Regions from separate parts of the Mus musculus genome. Here region 2 is linked to region 1. The links are chromatin contacts, called in public Hi-C maps. All regions are on one chromosome and are shown on one strand. The core of a region is the stretch at or near the end of the contact, and the rest is flanking DNA. Distances in the headings are between cores, read along the strand shown.

What was found. Hi-C and Micro-C count contacts between places; a contact is called where the count stands out from the background.
Region 2: a contact with region 1 is called in a Hi-C map of liver, with 2.3 times the contacts expected there. The contact joins the promoter of Wdr91 here to the enhancer-like site in region 1. A contact is called at or near these places in 5 of 39 promoter capture datasets (the 3T3-L1 cell line, the C10 cell line, liver and 1 more), 1 of 15 datasets of contacts at CTCF or cohesin (large pre-B cells), 2 of 484 Hi-C or Micro-C datasets (extraembryonic endoderm stem cells and liver) and 9 of 115 datasets of contacts at active chromatin or transcription factors (embryonic stem cells, extraembryonic endoderm stem cells, large pre-B cells and 2 more).

The regions. Positions count from the first base shown.
Region 1 is chr6:34,714,700-34,720,287 of GRCm38.p6, reverse strand. All of the region lies in intron 3 of Cald1 (caldesmon 1), which reads right to left. Gm38787 (a long non-coding RNA gene) reads left to right here. Exons shown (of 3, transcript XR_868972.2): 2 at 3,363-5,588. Among named protein-coding and RNA genes, the nearest start is that of Gm38787, 15 kb to the left of the region's middle. Within about 2 kb of position 2,872, at least 104 of the 459 cell types and tissues checked have an H3K27ac peak or open chromatin away from gene starts, as enhancers often do. A contact at or near this core is called in embryonic stem cells, liver, pancreatic cancer cells and 1 more, where this site is marked.
Region 2 is chr6:34,907,567-34,913,154 of GRCm38.p6, reverse strand. It overlaps Wdr91 (WD repeat domain 91), which reads left to right and starts at 2,324. Exons shown (of 15, transcript NM_001013366.1): 1 at 2,324-2,458; 2 at 3,615-3,794; 3 at 4,834-5,041. The coding sequence starts at 2,336.

The DNA.
Region 1 (5,588 bases), core at 1,623-4,122:
ACAGGGCTTCCAGGTCATGTTGTTGCTTTCCAATGAAAAGGGAGGGGTAGCCCAGGGAGGATTTTTAATTTTTTTAAAATTTTGTTTGTGTGTGTGATGTGTGCAGGTATATGTATATGTATATGTATATGTACATGTATATGATGTACATGTATACAAAGGCTGTTGAAGGGCACAGTGTCTCCTTATCTCACCTTCTCATCCACCATCATTATTCCTTCAGTGCTGGGGTTATAGGCACAAGCCGACATGCTTGGGTTTTTATGCGGGTGTCGGAGATTTGAACTCAGATCCTCATGCCTGTGCTGCAAGCACTTACCCCGTGAGCCATCTCGTCGTCCTCAAGAAGGCTTTTACCAACTCAAGAACCTCAAACTCCTTTTCAGTGATGACATTAATTATCAGAGGAATGGGGAAACTACAACATCCACATAGAATAAATGTAAAGGGGGGGGGTGGTGGTGTACGTCTCATCTCCTGTGTGTAAGCTCAGGGTCCGCCCCATGGTTTCCTGTGCTTTTGTAGAGGGTAGAGGGGAGATAGGGGAAAACATGGGGTGGGGTGGTGGGTTTTGTGTGTGTGTGTGTTTTAAATCTATCAGATGGAATGCGTTTCATCTCTTCTTTTCTCTACCTCTTTCTTAATCCATGCCACTTCTCATTAACACGTAGACAGGAATTTAACATCAGAGAGCTTTGTCTTCCCCATGCCCCAAAGTGGAAGAGGCGAATCCCCTCCCCCAGCCTCTTTGAGGCTGGCTCAGTACCAGACCTCATGCAGGAGCCAAGGTCAGAGCTCCAGGCCCGGTGCTTGGTCCTAAGTCTCCCTGGGATGGTTTTAGACAGTGGGGTGCCAGGAAAAGCTCCAGCTATCCCCATTGCTCCAACATTGGTCCAGCCAGCTGGCATTTTAAACAGACCCAGTAATTACCCCACTTATAGCTGAAGAACTTAGCTATGAAATGTCATGTTAAAGTTTTACGGCCTCCCAGTATTTGTCATGCATCCTGACCTCCCCAGGACCTGATTTGACAACCTAACTACCAGTACCTCAGAATGTGACCTTATTTGGAAATTAGGCTTTAAGGCAGAGTCATCAGGGTGGGTTCTAATCCAGTAAGAAATCCGGGCAGGGAGTAAACCATGGGAAGAGATGTGACAAGAAAGCCACCTAAGGAAGACAATCAGGGCGACTACGCTTCTACAAGCTGAGGAATGTGAGAGACTGCTGGCCAAACAGGAGGAGGCAGCTCTCCAGAGGAGCCAACTGTGCCTAGTAACTGACTTATTTTAAAGATCTAGCTTTGTAGTTTTACGTCTCAAGAACAACTCAGAAGGCAGAGATTTCTCAGACATCCCCGGTCCCCCAGGCTCATAGCCTCCCCAACCAGAGGCATTCCTCAACTAGAAGGACATCTGGAACATCTGACAGACCCAGGCAGGTATTGCTCTTTCCATAACCCCGCAACCAGGTCTTGGGTGTTTACCATTCTCTTCTTAACCAAGCACCTCACTCCCCCTTAAGGCTCGGGTTTAGATATGTATTGGGACAGCTTCTTCTTAAACTCCACCTTAGCTTCAAAACCAAAACCAAGCGATGTGTTGCACGAGCAGACAGCAGGGTTATCCAGCGCTTGGACCTGATGCTGTCTGTGCATTTGAACAACCTGCCCCCACAGCTCCAGTATATACCCCTCACCCAAGTCCTCCTGCACTCTGCTCACTGGCCCCTCTTAAGCCTCTTTCCTTCTCCCCCAAGCTTTGGCACTCACCAATGACTTCTGTCTCCATTAGTCTTGGCTTCTACAGATCAATGTATGCTTAAAAGCTATGTTGGTCTTTTTCAGACCAATTTCTTTCACTTCATAGTATTTGTCCAAGTTTCAGACAAGTTTTTTTTTTCCCCCATGACTTAACAGCCTTTTTTTTTTTCAGTAGTGGATAATATTTCTATGTCTGGGTGTATCCTATGCTCATCCACAGAAGGGCAGTCACCCGTGGAAGGACCACTCAGCTATCATTTTTAAGCCACTTAGTGGGTGGTGATTTGTAACAGTGACCCCAGGAAACCGATACAGTATTCAATTTAAGGACTGAGCAGCTCTGCTTTGTTAAGGAGCAGTTGTAGCATGTTCAGTTGGAAGGTTGGTTACATTGTATTGGCACTCAGTCTAGCTGACTTCTTAAAATGTCCTCTCTTCTAAATTTCTCTTTTCATATGCTCACTTTCACCTTTGCTGTGTTCCTGTAGTCTTCCTAAGCCTGAGGATATTGGGAGTTTTCACTGTAGCTCTGAGTGGGGCTCATACTCCTTAGCATCCCAGGCCTCCTGGGAGAAGTTGGTTAACAGAGATATCTCCGCTCTTTGGGGTAGGGGCTTTTACATGGTCTCTCTTTAACTCACCAGTCTTGAGACCCAGGAGAGATCAAAGCGCATATTTAAGTAAGGTCGGACATTTAAGAAGTATGCAGGGCCAGAGCAGAGAGCGTGAACTTTGCAGACCTAAGCTTTATCTGGGACTGTACAACTCTTTGCCTTGAAGTTAACAGAGTTAACAAATTCTTTCTGGGTGTCCTTCATTTCAGGAGAAAAGCCCCTTCCTGTTCTTAGGACTAGGGAACTTTTGTGGTTAGGAAATACTCAAGAGACTAGCTAATAGCCCCCTCTGGGATGCAAGATGTTTGCCCATTTTGTGGGGACATTAGCAAACTTTAAAGGTCTGGCTGGGCCTGTTGAGTGTCATGTAATTCTAGGAGATCTGCTCACTTACAAATGAGCTGAATTGCATTCCCCACAGAGCTCTGTTGATCTCCTAACCCTAAGCCTCTCCGTGACTTCAATGGGAGGTCTTTGCAGATGTAAGGACGTGGAGATGAGGTCATCTGAGTGGTATGCAATCCAGTACAACTGGTGTCCTCTGAACACAAACACAGACATGCATGGGGGGAGGGCAATGGAAAGAGACATCCAGAATGGCATGTGAAACTACTGAGACACAAGGCCATGAGCCAAGGGACATCTAGGGCCATCAGAAGCTAGAAGAGGCCAGGACAGACCCTTCCCAGTGGTCTCCTAGAGTGAGTCCCCACTGATGTTACTTTCAGACTTCTAACAAACTTCTGTCTTTCTAAGCCACCCATTTGCCTTTCTACTTTGCCCTGGAAGTTCCAGGAAACGAATTCACCCCATCAGACTTGGCCCTGCTCTTGTGATTACCTAGCAACCCACTCACCTTCTATGTACTAACTCCCTCAAATGGCTCTCACAGTTAACCACCCACCCCTCCTGCCTTGTGAACTCTCACTAAACATCAGAAGTTGTGTTAACTACAGTCATTTTTCTCTCTCTCTTTTTTTTTGTAGATGAATGTAGTAAGAAACTCACAGACATTAAGTACCTCTCTCTGAGCACACTGTTAATAAACAGATAAACTGGAACCCAAGATTTTCAGGATGGTCAAGTCTCGGGATTCTTAACATACATGTTGCTCATCTGTCAAGAGTACTTAAGAACTGGCGGCCCTGGTTGACAAACACATCTTACATCCTACCACATTCTTTCCTTCCTGGTGTTCCTCATTTAGGACAAATAAGAAAAATGAGGAAGTCTATTTTTTTTTTTTTTTTTGCCTCAGTGTTTAGCAAATGTCCTTGAAGACTGGACTTGTCCTGAAGACAGTTGTGTGGGACCTGCTTCCTAGTGGGAACTAAACAAAGCAAGTACAACCAGAGACAAAGAACTCTTGACTTTCTGAAAAGTGGGATATGATAATGAATGCAGGTCAATCACAGACTCAATTCCACCGCATTTGCCCCAGCCTCGGGGGCTCTGGGGTTTCTGAAAAATGGGATGCTCAGAATCAAAAGCAGGGGTGTGGTATACTGATTGAAGCTTCCACCGGGATTCGTTGCTGTGGGGACTAGTTCCCTTAGCTTCCGCTAGCCTTTCCACAGGTGGAGAAGGCAGAGCACAGTGAACTTAGCAACCTATCCGCTGCTGGTATTTTTCTTATGGCTGTAGCCTTCAGGGAAGAAGTGTAACTTCTGACTCACACTGTCTTCTGCACACGGTTGCTTGGCTACGTGTGTTCCATCAAAACATCATGGCGGTGAGAGCTAGAAAAGGCCGTTCTACACATCACCTTGTGGTGGACAGGAAGCAGAGAGCAACTGGAAACTACCAGGACAAGGATCTATCCTCTAAAACCTGGACCCCAACCCCAGCCCCCTGCCTGGTGACCTGTTAGACGCCACCTCCTCAAGCTTCCGTAATCCTACAAAACAGCAACCATCAGCTGGGGACCAAGTGTACAACACATGGGCTTGTGTGGAGACACTTTAAACCATCATTCACTCAGTGATTAATAGTGGTCACTTCATTCTCTTCCCCTGGAAACCCCACAGGGGTGTGATTTGCTTGCTGCCTTCGGTAGAATCCACTGCTGTATGCATACAGTGTTTCCCTTCCTAACATGCTAAAGCGGCCAGTGCATGGTCTTCTCTGAAGGATGGGGAGACCATTCGTACTTGGCTGTTATCTTAACCTTCGTCTGAGACTTTCAAAATGAAGGACAAAACCATGTGGAGGATGAAACTCTAGAAAAGGAGAGTGAAGCAGTCTACTCACCAGCCCCGGGTTACAGACTTGGTCCCCAGGCTTGCTATACTGTAGTGTGGAGGGGGCACTACTGTTAATAAGTGGGTCCCACTTAGAAGAAGTTAGCAGGAGAATGTCTATGAACTGGCCTTTTTGTGTCTTTTTGTTTCCCAGAAACCAAGTCTGTAGACCGTGTCTTCCACCACACACTTGTGCCATGATGCTACACCACAAAAAAGGCCCAAAGTCATAAGGCCAAATGATCAGAGACCAACACCTCTGCATCAATGGACCCAAACAAAAGAAGTTCATCAGCTCGGGCATTTTTGTCAAAGAAAACACTGAAGTACACAATCAGTAAGCAGCCATGGGAAGGGAAAACACAGAGAGAATTAAATAAAGCCGGCAGACGTGGCTTGGAAGGAGGAGATGTCCAGAGTTACTTAGAGTCTAAACAGGAACCCAGCACAGGTTGAAGGACACATTCATTTTAATCAGCATCTGTATGTGATGAGGTTGATAATAAATTAGGAAGGAAATGTGAAAGACCGATGAGAAAAACATAGCCTATTTTATCTACAAGTTTATTGTTTTAAACTGCCCTTACCAAACAATTTTGTTTAACGTAAGTTGCCTTTAATAAAACGTGGCCTTAAACACAGAGGAAATTGATGTTGATCAAACTTGTGGTGTAAAACGTAGCATCAGGCAAAGTGTGCCCTTCACAAATCTGCTCAGAACTTAACAACCCAACGACCACCTAGTTGCTTTTTTGATTTCTACAACCAGCAAAAATATTTAAGGGGGGAGGGGGAGGAAGATGACCTAATTGGGTTTCTTAACTACAAAGCTGGTTACAACATCACAACCAAATACCACTCTGAAAACTTCACTTACGAGGTTGCATCATACGGACTCTTGCCTGGCTCTATGGAGAACACATGGTCTCCCTAAGTGTTCCTCTGATACTAAGTTTTCATTGGGAAAGCAAG
Region 2 (5,588 bases), core at 1,075-3,574, 190 kb before region 1:
AGCTCAACAGAGCTGCGGGGGGGGGGGGGACGGGGGACGGGGGACCGGGGACGGGGGACGGGGGACGGGGGGGGGGGGGGACACGGACCCGGTCTTTGATCCTAAAATCTGTGCTACAGCCGAGCCTGTATTTTTAACTTTCTGGGCACCAGAACTATGAGAACTAAGTCCTTTCAAAGCCACCCAGTTCGTGACACTTTGTTAGGAAAGCAGACAAAAACTGAGACATGACATCTGAACAAACGCTGGAGGGAGAAAAGGCAGCTAATGTGAGTGCCTGAAGACATTTCAGATTGAACAAGGGGTGTATGAGAGGGCACAGAGAGACTGCTTCTCATTCATTATATAATATAAATATGTAAAAAATATATTTTATATTTATACAATATATAAGTAAAAATTTATATTTAACTATTATATAAATATATATTATACCTTGTATAATATATTATATATTGCATAATATATAATATATGTATGTATTATATATAAATAATATATTATATAAAATGTATTTATATTATATATAAATATAATAAAAATCAATGTACTATACATTCTATATAAATAATTTTATATATTTATATGTTTATATATATAATACAATCTTGAGGCTGGAGAGATGGCACAGTAGTTAAGACTGCTTGCTCCATAATCATGAAGATCAGAGTTTGGGCCCTAGCACCCATGTATAAAGCTGGATGTCCCTATAAACAAGCATAACCTCAGCTCTGAGGCGGGCAGACATAAGGGACTGTGGAGGCTTGCTGGCCTCCAGCCTAGCCGTGAAAATGAGAGCCCCAGTTCCAGGGAGAGACCCTGTTTCTAAAGGAAAAAGTGGAGAAAGACACCCAGTACTCTCTTTGGGCCCCCACAAGGGCATAGATACCCACACCCATGTGTGTATGTGTGTGTGTGTGTGTGTATGTATGTGTGTGTGTATACACATAAATAATTTGATCTTTTTGATGCCTTTTTTTTTTTTTTTTTGGTGTTTTTGAGACAGGGTTTCTCTGTGTAGTCCTGGCTGTCCTGGAACTCACTTTGTAGACCAGGCTGGCCTCGAACTCAGAAATCCGCCTGCCTCTGCCTCCCGAGTGTTGGGATTAAAGGCGTGCACCACCATGCCCGGCTTTTTTTTTTTTTTTTTAATTAAGAATGGCTGGCCTTGAACTCACAGAGACCTGCCTAGCTCTGTCTCCAGAGTATACACCACCACGCCTGGTCTTCATGCACTATCTTATCAAATCGTCATTATGACTGTGCCTGGTGGACATTATCAGTGCTCTCTCAAAGATGAAGAAATAAGGCAAAATGTGTATGTATGCCTTGTAAAAACTTCAAATAATTTTCTAAACAAGAAAAAGAAAGAAGGCAAAAGGAACTGGAAGTCCTTCAGAGAATAAAATATAGGTTGTTTTACAATTTTCCTGAGTTTAAAAACTGTTCACAAAACCACAATTAATTGAAAAAACTAACAAGAAACTGGGACCATAGGTCACACCCTTCTGAAACTTGCCTTTTTTAAAATTTCTCTAAGTGGTACATCTTGGTTGGTATAGTTTACCCTTCTTACTCAGGAACTCAGGGCTAGACAGGACTGGTGGTGGGGATTTTTTTTTTATTGCAAGTTCAAGATCTGTGTGGTCAATTTAGTGAGACTGTGACAAAACCCAAAAGCAGCTCAGCGGTAGGGTGCTTGCCTAGCGTGTGTGAGGCCCTGGCCAAAAAAGAAGGAAAAGAAAAGAAAAGAAAAGAAAAGAAAAGAAAAGAAAAGAAAAGAAAGGAAAGGAAAGGAAAGGAAAGGAAAGGAAAGGAAAAGAAAAGAAAAGAAAAGAAAAGAAAAGAAAAGAAAAGAAAAGAAAAGAGGTCCAAGCTGGACTTTTATGAGTTGACTTCACACTGGCCACTTTACCTGTTGGGGCTCGAGTTTTCTCCTTTTGTAAGAGGAGGATAGAGGACAAAAGATTCTGCAGTGTCATGCCAATAAGCTGGGAACATCACTCCCTCCCCGCCCTGTGAATATGTGGAAGGTTCGCAAGGTCCAGCTTTACTTTACTTGGATCGAGGCATCAGTGTTAGCAACTCAGGACACACTCTGTATCACCAGAAAACTTCAGCAAGCCGAGACGCCCGGGAGCTGGCTGAGAGTAGGGAGGGGCGGGGCTACAGGGGGAGATGGGCGGGGCGCCTGCGGGGCGGGGCGGAGCGCAAGGTTGGTAGGTTGGGCGTGGCGTGACGTACGAGGCGCCCGAGATAGGCTCCGCCCCGTCGCTCCAAGCCCCGCCCCTCCGCCCTGAGCGGCTCGGGTCTTTTGCAGCGCGCGCGCGCAGCGATGGCGGAGGCGGTGGAGCGCACAGACGAGCTGGTCCGGGAGTACCTGCTCTTCCGTGGCTTCACGCACACACTGCGGCAGCTGGATGCGGAGATCAAGGCGGACAAAGAGAAGGGGTTCCGGGTGAGGGGTCGGCAGGGGCGGCGGAGGCGGCTCGGGGGGCGGGCCTCCTGCTCCAACCCTGCCCTCCGGGGCGAGGGCGGCGCTGTCACTGCATGGTAGGGGACTGAAGGCGTCTCCGGTCTGGCCCTCGCTTGACATAGGAGGAACTGAGGGCCGGAGATGGTCGTGACATGCCCGAAGTTGCTCAGTGAGTGAGTCAGGAGCATCGGGACTCAGGTCCCTGGTTCCCGGTACAGGGCTTCACTCCATGCCAGCCTCTCAGCAGGTGCTAGCCAATGGCTGGCCGGCGTGGTTACAACACTTTAAGAGCCATGGTTGAGCGCAAGTCTGAATTTTGATGGAAGAAGCGGGAGCAAAGGGGGCTGCGCCCAGAAGACTGGGTTCAGGTCTGGGAGGTAGATTGTAAGAATGGCATCAGGGAATCATTGGAAGATTCCCTTCTGCTTTGAAGCACAAAGTTCTCTGATACTAGTTTCCACTGAGAGGCGCTTGGGATTTCTTTGCTTATGATTTGTATGTTTGCACGTACAGAGTTAAATTGGTCTTGGGCAGATGGATTGAGGGAGGTGGTGAGCTAGTTGTTGGCGCATCAGAAGGAAGTTAGGATATTGGTTTCTACCTTTCGAGTTTATTGGTTGCTTGGTGGCAAAGCAAAGCATTTCCCTACTCCAGACAGCAGTGGTATTCAAAACACTGTCATGGTGTGATTGTCTTTGACTGAAGGCAGCAGCCACTGAGGCTCAGGTGGGACTCTGATGACCCGCAGGGAGCCAGTAATCACTGTGTCTCTTGGAATTCAGAAACTGTGGAGCTGGGACGAGGACCCTGGCAATTGTCTCTGGCTCATTGGCTCTTACTTATTTTTACAGTGTGAGGCAATCAAGACTGCTGTTGAAGTGACATTGCCAAGTTGGTCAAGGAGACTCAACACCTGGAGCCAAAGCTCTTGCTTTCTGGAATTTCCGAGCTTGCCAGAGCACCAAGTCCTGTATCTAGCATGAGAAAATAACTTGAAAGCTAGTATGCTAACATATCTTGGGGATTTTATAGATTGCCAACTGGACTATATGTTTTTACATCTGGGAGCCATAGGAAGAAGATGAAACTATACGATGTATAGTGAGGTGAGAATTTCCTTCTGTCTGTCTCCCCTCAGGTGGACAAGATTGTGGACCAGCTGCAACAGTTGATGCAGGTTTACGACTTGGCTGCCCTTCGGGATTATTGGAGCTACCTGGAACGCAGGCTCTTCAGCCGCTTGGAGGATATCTATCGACCTACCATCAACAAACTGAAAACCAGCCTGTTCCGCTTTTATCTTGTCTACACAATCCAGGTACTTCTTGCTTTTGACTGTTTCCCCATCCCCAGTGTCTTATGATCTGTAGAGATCATCTGATTGGTTTTCCCCAGTTCTATGTCCTTTTGGTTTTAAGCATGTAAACTTGTGTGGCATTTTAAGGACTATAAACGTTATATATATTTTATATATAAACTATATACAAAGCTGGAGCTGGCAGTGGTGGTGCACTTCTCCCTTCTTTCCCAGCACTCAGGAGGCAGGGGTAGGTGAATCTCTGAGTTTGAGGCCAGTCTCTGCTGCAGAGTGAATTCTAGGATAGCCAGGGCTGCACAGAGAAACCCTGTCTCTAAAAGCAAAACAAAATGTAGCTGATTTGGGGCACTAATTTAGATTATTTGAGCATCACCTAGGGATTGTTTTCAGTATGGCACTTGTCAAGAGAACCTCAGTTGACTTTTGATTTTGAAATTGGTTGAGTCTCATGTGTCCTGGGCTGGCCTCTAACTTGATATGTGTTGAGGATGACCTTGAACTTCTGATCTTCCTGCTTCAGTATTTCAAGTGCTAGGTAGACAGGTGTGCCGCGTGCCTGGTTTTAGCTGGTGCTGGGGATTGAACCTAGGACTCTGTGCATTCCAGATGAATGATCTACAACTGAGCTATCCCCCAGCCCCAGAACTGCAGTATAAATCAGCTTTGAAATGAGAAAAGGCCGGGCAGGGGTGGCACATGCCTTTAATCCCAGCACTTGGGAGGCAGAGACAGGCAGATTTCTGAGTTCGAGGCCAGCCTGGTCTACAGAGTGAGTTCCAGGACAGTCAGGGCCACACAGAGAAATCCTGTCTTGAAAAAAAAAAACCAAAAAACAAACAAAAAAAACCAAAAAACAAAAAAAAAAGAAAGAAAGGAAGGAAGGAGAAAAAGGTGATGATTTTCTTTATATATAGATACTGTTTTACTGGCCTGACAGGAGGTATGCGAAGGCTGCTGCTCTGCAACAGTGAAGAACCTGACTACCTGACTCGGGGGCTTGTCTTTCTCCTCCCTTGCAACTTTCTTTGTATCTTGGCAGACAAACCGAAATGACAAGGCACAGGAGTTCTTTGCAAAGCAGGCCACGGAGCTCCAGAACCAGGCTGAGTGGAAGGATTGGTTTGTCCTGCCCTTCTTGCCGTCCCCAGACACCAACCCCACCTTTGCTACCTACTTTTCTCGACAATGGGCCGACACATTCATTATTTCTCTGCACAACTTCCTGAGCGTCCTCTTTCAGTGCATGCATATCCTTTCTGCTGCGTGTGGCAGTGTCCGTAGTCTGAGGGACCCAGGCACGGAGGTCAGGGGTCACTGCTCATGGGACACCCGTTTCTTTCACAAAATACCCAAAGATCCCTCTCAGGTGTCATGTGAGCGGCTTGACAAATTGCGGGTTATTTTTGTCACGAGTCCAGGGAGTCATAGTTCTTAGTTCTGCATCTGACAGTAATAGCTGATATGCGTGGACAGGGAAGTTGGCAGCTTCTGGGTGCTGGTACCGGCTCAGCCAGGCAGCTCAAGGGTTAGGAGCAGCCGGGCATGGTGCATGTTTCTGGGTGTGGAGGGGTGCTGTTGCTTGCTTTTGCTCGGGTTTGGCGGCAGATGAAAACAGTTTGGGGGCTGGCGCTTGTGTTTGGATTACCTTCTGGGACGGTGACATCAGTGTGGCTCCACTTGCCAGAGTATAGAGTAGCTTTAGGAATATATTTTCAGGTGTTTGAGAGAGAGTGGGAGGGAGAGAAAACATCACTGTAATTCACTGCCTACAACTATGTTGTTGAAGGCCCAGGA